Linked DNA regions of Triticum aestivum: region 1 is linked to region 2. Evidence: chromatin contacts called from public Hi-C data. All regions are on one chromosome and are shown on one strand. The core of a region is the stretch at or near the end of the contact, and the rest is flanking DNA. Distances in the headings are between cores, read along the strand shown.

The links. Hi-C and Micro-C count contacts between places; a contact is called where the count stands out from the background.
Region 1: a contact with region 2 is called in a Hi-C map of leaf, with 4 times the contacts expected there. The contact joins the enhancer-like site here to the promoter of LOC123080313 in region 2. A contact is called at or near these places in 2 of 5 Hi-C or Micro-C datasets (both in leaf).

Annotation. Positions count from the first base shown.
Region 1 is chr3D:538,792,149-538,796,813 of IWGSC CS RefSeq v2.1, reverse strand. No RefSeq gene overlaps it. Among protein-coding and RNA genes, the nearest start is that of LOC123080314, 19 kb to the right of the region's middle. Within about 2 kb of position 3,098, at least 7 of the 8 cell types and tissues checked have an H3K27ac peak or open chromatin away from gene starts, as enhancers often do. A contact at or near this core is called in leaf, where this site is marked.
Region 2 is chr3D:538,750,702-538,755,059 of IWGSC CS RefSeq v2.1, reverse strand. LOC123080313 (disease resistance protein RGA2) reads left to right here and starts at 2,559. Exons shown (of 3, transcript XR_006438303.1): 1 at 2,559-4,358.

The DNA of each region.
Region 1 (4,665 bases), core at 1,849-4,348, 41 kb before region 2:
TTGTACTTCTAAATATTCTAAATATATTTATTATAAAAATATTTAAAATAAAATATCTCAAAACAAATTAACCAAGCATTTGAAAAATGTTTCTCATCTATACGAAAAATGTATGCAAAAAAATAACCAAGCATTTGAATAAGTTGATCATGTATTTGAAGAAATATTAATCAAACATTTGTAAAATGTTAGATGTGCATAAAAATATTTCTCATGTATAAAAAACATAAAATAAAAAATAATGTGTAGTAAAAAATGTTAAGCATGTATTTAAAATATTTAAACATACATAAAAACTACTCCCGGCGTGTACATTAAATAAAAGGAGACATTGAAAAAATGTATTTAAAAAGATAATTAAGTATTTAAAAAATGTTTATCAGGGGTATAAAAATGTTATTGATGTATATGAAAATGTATATTGTGTGTGAAAAAATGTTTATTGCCATTAAAATGATAGTCACCATGTTTTGAAAAATGGTGACCATGTATTTGAATTTTTTTAATAAAGTATTTGAGAAATGTTGAATGTGTATTTAAAATATATTAGATATATACAAAAAATGAACAATGTGTATGGTCAAAGCAGGCATAAAAACTATTTTGCAAAAAATGGTAATCATGTACTTAAAAAAATGATAATCATGTATATAGAATATGTTTATTATCTGTACAAAAAAGGTTGAATGTACTGAAAATTTTGCAAATATTGAACAAAAAGTAAACCAATGAGATTCGACAAAGAAACAAAAAAATGACGAAACCCAATAAAAACTTAAAAGGAAAAACTAGGAAAAACCAAAAAAATAAAAGGCGGAGAAAACCAATGCAGAAGAATGAAAACAGTGAAAACCAAGAAAAACATAGAAAAAAGATGAAAAACAAGAAATAAACAAAGAAAAACAATAAAATGAAGAAAGAAAAAAGAAAATTAAAATAGCTGAGAAAGAAATAAGAAAAATGAAGGAAAACCCCGGTGCGTGAAAGAAACGAAGAAACTCGATGAAAAAACAAAGAAAAACAGAAAAATAAAGAAATTTGGTGAAGAAACAGAAAAAACGAAAAAGAATCGGAAAAAAACCTAGTGAAAGAATCCATCGAGACCGATTGAACGAAACCAGCGAACTCAATCAAAACGTAGCAAACGGAAAATAAAACGAAAATTGCATGGCCCAGTGATACACAGGTAGGGGGAAATCCTTCAGCGAGACGGAAGTTGTAGTCCCATTGAGCGAGTATAGTCTTGGCATTATATGTGCATTGCCCACACGGCGCAAAAGAAAGCTTCTCTTTGTTGGGTCGTAGGCTAGCCCATATGCTTGATTGTTCCATTTCAGTTAGACTAGCCACAATGGGAGTAACTTCAGCAGTAACATCGAGTCCAACTTAGCAAATTTGCTTATGTGGCAATGAGTTAATGAGGAGAGAGGTAGCCTGAGTAACTTAGCTAGTTACTGTAACATCACATGTCTCAATGCAATATGAGTCTATAACCTAATAAATGAGGCTTTACATGTTACCATACTTATGTTACTACCCACTATGAAGGTAATAACATAGTATAGGGATACGTGTATGTTACTCTCCATTGTAGCTAGTCTTACTGGCTACCGGTTGCCTCAAACAAAAACAAAAAAGTTACTGGCTACCGGTTGGTTAAGAAAAAGGCTACCGGTTGGTTCTTGCCCACTGAATGAAATGGATTGGAATATATAGAATTCCGTGTGTGTCAGAAGCTGAACCGGCAGAGATGTGCTAAGAAGATAAATATCACTGAGGCAGAAGCAGAACGCAGTCGCGTCGACATGTCCCTGGGCCGAGAAGGGCTGAAGCTGTGAAGCAGGCTCGGAATTCCACGTTTGTAGCAGTATGCCCCGAGACTTGTGGTTTCTGGTTTTCTGCTGCCGATTCATTCATTCATCGATTCAGTCAGGCGGGCTTGGGTTGCGCGGCGGAAAGCGACCTGACGGCTTCGTTCCGTCGCTGCACTCGCCGTCCGTACATGGCATGGCATGCATGCCGCCGTGCGAGGCGTGCTCCCTTGGAATGAATAATGGAGAGGAACCTCTGACGCAGCCGGAGGTACGCACGCACAGCCACAGACGTAGGCCGGATCGAGCGGGGCGCCGCCGTCCATGACGCGCGGGGCAGGGCAAGGACGATCGAACAGAGGCTACTGGTAGGCCGTGCCGGCGCGCTGCCCTGAGCCGGTGTACGTTGCCTACGTGGGCCGACCGAAGGCTAATGCGCGGCGCCCTGCCGTGCCGACTGGCACTTAATCCGCAGCCGGGACCTACGTCGGTACTACGATGTAGAGTAAGTAATGGCACACTAGCTGGGCACCGTCGTTCTTCACAAACCACGGCGTACATGGCCACATGTCGCCGTAGAGCCTTCTTCTTTCTTTCTGAAACTCGTGCATAGTAGTACGTACGTGTTGTTTCGTTACTCCCAAATCAAAACCCGATGGCGCACAAGCTTTACGCCACCACACCCCCGCTGTGATAATACTATCTGTTGGAGATCGAGATGGGCGGCAGGGTGTGCTTTACTTTGCTTTGCGTTGCTTTACCTCGGCAGGCATGTTGTAGCAGCTCAAGTTTCGGATACCGAGGCTGCCGAAACGGGGACAGACGACAACGACCACTGGGAAAACGTAAAGAGAAACTTCTGAACAAGAACGCAGTGAAAGGGAAAGCCGGTGGCCGAGATTCGATCTCGATCAAAGGCAAAGGGCACATTCGCAGCCGGCTCCATGCATTCCACATAGACATGCAGTACACAGAGCGGTGCCCGGCACAGCCCCAGCCGACTGTGCTCATCCGCTCATGTGACCGAGGCGACGTAGGAAGCAGCCAGCGCGGAATCCGAGGATGGCCTACGTATCTCGGCCGGGCGATCCGGCCAAGGTTTCATGGGCGCCACCATGTGCTCGAATCCCCTCGCTTTTCTTTTTGCCACTTTCGCCGGTGCGCGTCGGCGTCGGCGTCGGTCGGATTCGGTTCCTGCCGGCCGGCGCGCGCACTACCGCGCCCTATCTATCCAGCCGGCCTACCGGCCGCCACCATCCACCGTCTTATCGTGCTCAATGATCGCAAGGCGACGGCGGCGACGACGCTTCCTGCCCCGTTCCCGATCGAACAGCCGTGATTCCGTTCGGAGTAACTGGTCCCGAGAGGACGGGACGGGGACACCGCGGCGCGCGGCACGTCCGTCCGTACGTGCATTATTGGCTGGCGGGTGCCCGTCTTGGCAGGCGTCGGCGAGAGCAGGTTAATCATCAGGTGACAGCTAACTGTAAACTGACGCCTTGTGCGTTAGGTTGGGCAAACCTTCGAGCATTTGATACAGATCGGCTCTCCAAGTTGCTCACACCGCGGGGATAGCTCGCTGTAGGCACCGTATGATTAGCTGCGGCTTATTTTACTATGCCGCACGTACGTCGAGTACCACGTAAACAGATAATATACTGTACATAGATCCCGCGAGATTTTTACGGCCTTTTTTAATTGGGGGGACAGATGGGGGTGAGGGTCAATAATTTATACTGCCAGTGCAAGATCATGGACCATGTGCAAAGGCCCTCCTGGTGGCATCTTTCAGATAATAAAACTAGTTTACATTTGAAATCCAGAATCAGAGAAGGGAGCAAGAGAGGTGCATTGTAGCCTCGACGAGGAGATTGCTAGACAAGTTGACAATAGATATCATCGAGGTTCGAGGAGAGTGTGCTTGCCTTTCTTTTCATTTTATTTTTGTATAGGGTTCGTGGCGGCGCTCAGCTTGAGCTCATGGCGATCACATAAGGCCGCACTTGGGATCGGTGTAATTTAATCCAGGGGTGTAGAATTTACATGTGTGTTACCGGCCACTGAACAATTTTCGCCGCGCAACAAATGACATGCCGAGACGGGTATTTTTCTCAGGGGTATTAAAAAAGAAAACGGTCCAAACAGGGCCTTAGGACATCTCCAACGATGAACCGCAAATTTTCTCCCGCATCCGTCCCTGGATAGAGGGGATCAGTCCGCGGACACGGATGCGGAAGGCAGCCATCCAACGTTGCCCGCATATATCTGACCTCTCTTAATTTTTTTAAGTCTGCACGTTCATATAGCCGCATACATAGAGTACAGACGTTCAAATAGCAGCATGCAGTAGTATTACAAATTTTAAAAGGTTCAAATATTACATTCCAATATTGTTGTCCCCTTTAACCACCCGCGGATGCTTAATCAGATCTTCCTTCAGCTGCTCGTAAGTTGCTCGATGCCAAATTTGTTGATGCATTTCAATAAACTCTTCAAATGTGATCGTGTTCTGTTCTGAAAGTTTGATAGGATCACTCATGTTCTCAAATTCTAGATCGACGGAGGAGAAGTGGGGTGGAGCACGGCTGGAATGCTGGAGGTGACAGAGATGTAGAGTTTCAGCAAGGGTGTGGTGTGGCGGCTGGTGTGGTGGAGCGGCGGCTAATAAGGCAAGAGAGAAAGACTGAAGGAGAACAAGTGAGTGAAGGAAATATGCCCTAGAGGCAATAATAAAGTTATTATTTATTTCCTTATATCATGATAAATGTTTATTATTCATGCTAGAATTGTATTAACCGAAAACATGATACATGTGTGAATACATAGACAAACAGAGTGTCACTAGTATGCCTCT
Region 2 (4,358 bases), core at 1,310-3,809:
TGTCCAGAGCACACGGTCCGAACATGTTGGGTACAATTTGGTGAACCATGTTAGAGTTGCCCTTAGAGCTCCGAACGACGTAACGATTTTGTACCTGGTGTGTCATTTTAGTATTTTCTAGGGAAGGTGTCTCTTTTAGTTTTGTGAAAGAGGATTTTCATGATGTAGTTTTGTTGCACTCTTGGGAACTGGAACTTTTTTAGAACACGTTGGGATCCCGTTTTCTGCATAACTTAGTTTTTTGTCTGGCTTTTAATGTTGTTATTCCTTATTTTCGTTTTCTTTATATTTCATTGCTTTTCTTTATTTTGATTTTACGTTTGTTAACCTTTTTTCATTTTTCTATTTGTTCTCTTTTCTTCTTCCTTTTTCACCTTTGTTTTTTTGCTTTTTATTTATTCTCTGTGCTAAAGAACGCGGATGATTTTTATGTTGTACATGCACATTTATTTTTGAGTATGTGAATCTTTTTGTTTTTAAAAAGTGCACAAACACTTTCTTCACACGCATAACGTTCTATTGATCAACATGGACATATTTATTTACCAAAAAAATGAACATCACAGTGACAAATAAAAGATTATTCTCTTTTCCAAATACAGAAATAATTCTTAATCTGGGTATATATATCATTTAAAATAAACATGAACACTTATTTAAAATTCAATGATATTTTTTTCATATGTTTGAATCTTCTATTTTTTGCAAGACTTGAATATTTTCATTTTATAAAACTGGCAACATAAAATTAGTGGAAAAATATATTTTTAAAGATTTATATAAGAAAAACTGAACCTTTATATGGCCCATTTAAATTTTGTTGCAGGCAAGCTGGAAGTCAGAGCTCACAATGAGCTATAGGGGTGCCCTTGATATCTTTGGACTCTGCCTGCAGAGTGTAGTTGCGTTAGGATAGTAGATGCCAAATCTGCTTAAATTTTGGTAATGTTACCTGGCGAACGTTTGCTGGGAACATATGTCATTTCAAACAATTTTGGTGGCATATTTAGTGTAGGTGAGATGACAGTTTCTTCAGAACGACATGACATTTTCTGGGAAGATGACAGTTTTTCAGACTTCATCCTAGAAAATGGTATGTCGCCATGAATAAACTGCCACCCCACATACACTAAAAATACCATCAAAATCGTTCGAAATTTCACTCGAACCTGGTGAACGTTTACAAAATATGAGGGTCCTAAATTTCTAGTTTGTATTCACTACTTGTTTGATGCCTCATGTAGGCTTTGAAGTTGCAAGTTTTGGACTCCGGCAAGAATAGTTGCACGTTTCAGACATTCGCAAAATGCAAACCAACATGTGGTTGGATGTTTAGAAGGACAGTGGTATCCCTAGTCCATTTGAGTTCATGTGCTAAACTTGACACCGGTGAATGCATTTTTCTGGATTTATTTTAGGCCTTCCGGCGATGTGCTTCAGTGGAAGGAGACTTACCCGTTGACTACAAAAAGCGTCTGTGGCAACTATCAATCTTAAGATGATGTGCCGGCTCCGTCTCTCGGAGGTGCTCATAGGGTAGGGTGTGCGTGCGTTCATAGAGGTGAGTGTATGTGCGTAAGTATGAGTGTCTGTATCTGTATTGTGTTAAAAATGAATAATTCCCAAAAAGTTTGGGAAATAATTCAAATCACCGGACTGATAATGACGCCTACGTCCGTCGGCTCCGTGGCTGTCAGATCGGATTTTAACCAGATGGCTCGAGAGCAACGTATTACCTAGACTAGATTTTGCAACTGAGCCGTTGTCCCAATCTCCCCCATCGCAACAAGGGATGTGTTTGTGGGATCTGGATCTGGATCCTCTCGTGCTCTCCCAAGCTCCTAGCTAAGTCAACGCCTCCATGCGTTGCTCCACTCGCCACCGGCAGCACGTCGACGAGGTTGCCTCTTCTCGTCTTCCTGTGTCCACTCGCAACGTGTGGCCGTGGCTGCTCGAGCGCGCACGACGGAGCTCCGCTTTGGCCGCCGTCGCCCAGCTATGCTGCTCCAGCCCCATGCTGCATCACCTCCACCACCACCATCATCGCATACGCAATACGTCTCCTCCCTTCCCCAACGAGACTGAGCTCCTGCTCGAGGCCATGACCGCAAGCAATGCAACACGGTGCCTTTATGCAACAAGACATCTATTGCAAAGAAAGAATGCAACAAGAGCTCTGTTGCAAAAATAAAATCTCAAAAATACTCTGCAACAAGATCTCTGTTGAAAAAAAAATCTGCAACACAACCTTTGTTACAAATATCTCTGCAACAAAACCTGTGTTGCAAAATTGCTCTTGCAACATGACTTTTATTGCAAAAGTGACAATTACACTTGATCAGGATATTGCGTCAGATCGAATGGCTCGTAGACCGGCAGATCTTTTTAAAGGATCCGCCGGTAGACGCGTAGGACGACCCAAAATTTTCGGACAGAACAGGGAGGGAGCACACAGGAAGTTACAACAAAACCGGGCCGCCAGTTCTTATTAGATAAACAATGGGCCGCAAGTGAAGTGATGGACTCTGTACATATACAAGCCGCCCGGTTCACTAACATAGGCGCGGCCAGAGGTAAATTGGCCGGACGAGACCGGCCCAACGAAATTCCCGATGTGAACCTCTTGTCCTATCGTGACGAACGAGAAGGTAGACGAGAAGCAGCGAAACTTCGTCCAAGTTTCGATTTTTTTCGAAGTTTCCAAGGCCGCGCGGCCTCGCCGTTCCCCCCGGATCCCCTACTTCACCATGGACGCGGCGGTGCCTCCGCCCCTCCCACCGCGCCACTCCCATCTTCGGGACCAACAGCAAGCAAAGCCTCCCCGACCCCCGACATGGCTCCATCGACCGCGGCCGGCGCGGCCGGCGCGGCGGCGGGGTGGCTGGTGTCGCCGCTGCTGCAGTGCCTGGGCGACCGGGCCAGGTCCTTCGCGGAAGACCTCGCGCGATACCTCCCGGGAGGATCCGGGGACGCGCCCGCCGACCTCGCGCGCCTCTCTGGCGAGCTCCTCCGCCTCCAGATGAACGCCGCCGACGTCGAGCGCGCCCGGCGCCGCCCCTCTGACCCCGCCCTCGTCGCCTGGCTCCACCGCCTCAGGGACGCGGCCCACGACGCCGACGACCTCCTCGACAACATCCACTACGGCCGCCTCGCCGACTCCCTCGCCGCCCCACGCCATAAGCTCCGCCGCATCCTCGACTTCTCCCTCTCCCTCTGCCGCCGCCTGTTCCGCTCCGACGAGCCCCTCAGTCGGCTCCCCTCCGTCCTAGAGAATCTCGTCGCCGCCTCCGCGGCCTATGCTGAGATCGCGCACCTCGTCAAGCTGGACGCGGCCGCCTCTCCGCGGCTTGGTAACGAGCCGGCCGGGAACTTTAGCTCTGCCGTCCCGGTCGACGACACTCTCTTTGGCCGGGGCCGCGAGCTCGCCGAACTGATGGAAAGGTTAGTCGGGTGTAGTGACCCTGGCCCTGCTCAACTCGGGAACCAGGGCGTCCCGGTTGTTGCCATTGTTGGCGATGGTGGCATTGGCAAGACGACGCTGGCGCAGATGGCCTTCAATGATGTGAGCATCCAGGCTCACTTCGATCTCCAGATGTGGGTGCGCGTCTCGAGCTGTATGAATCTAATGCAGCTTACTAGGGAGATACTGCAGGCGGCTACAAAGGGGAAGGAGTCGAAGGACTATCCTGGGTTAGTCAATTTTGATTCTCTGCAAGGCTTGCTGCGTTCTGCCGTTGAAGGGAAGAGGTTCTTGCTCATCCTTGATGATGTTTGGGATGATAGTGGGAGGAAGATTTGGGAGAACGTGGACCAGTGGAAGGAGCTACTATCACCTCTGAAGAATGGTGAGCAAGATAGCAGAATAGTTGTGACTACACGCATGAAGATGGTGGCTGACATGCTAGGTGTAAGGATCCCAATGATGTTGGCTGGATTGGGTACCGAAGAGCATTGGTTGTTGCTCAAGAAGCACGCATTGGGTTGTGAGAAGAGTTGTGAATATCTGCAGTTGCAGGAGATTGGGAGAAAGATTGCTTTGAAGCTAAGAGGATCCCCTCTCGCAGCTAAAGTTATTGGCGGGATGCTTAATGTTGATCGAAGGGCAAGGTATTGGAACAGTATCTTGGAGACAGATATTCATGGTGATGTTGTCACCACACTTTTGTCAAGCTATTATCATCTTCCACCACACTTGCAGTGTTGCTTTGCATATTGCAGTATATTTCCGAAGAATTGGAAGTTTGAGCCTAAGAAACTTGTTAGGATGTGGATATCACAGGGTTTCATTCAGATGGAAAATGGCAGAAGCATGGAGGATTGTGGTAAAGAGTATTTCAAACAACTTTTGTCAAGGTCAT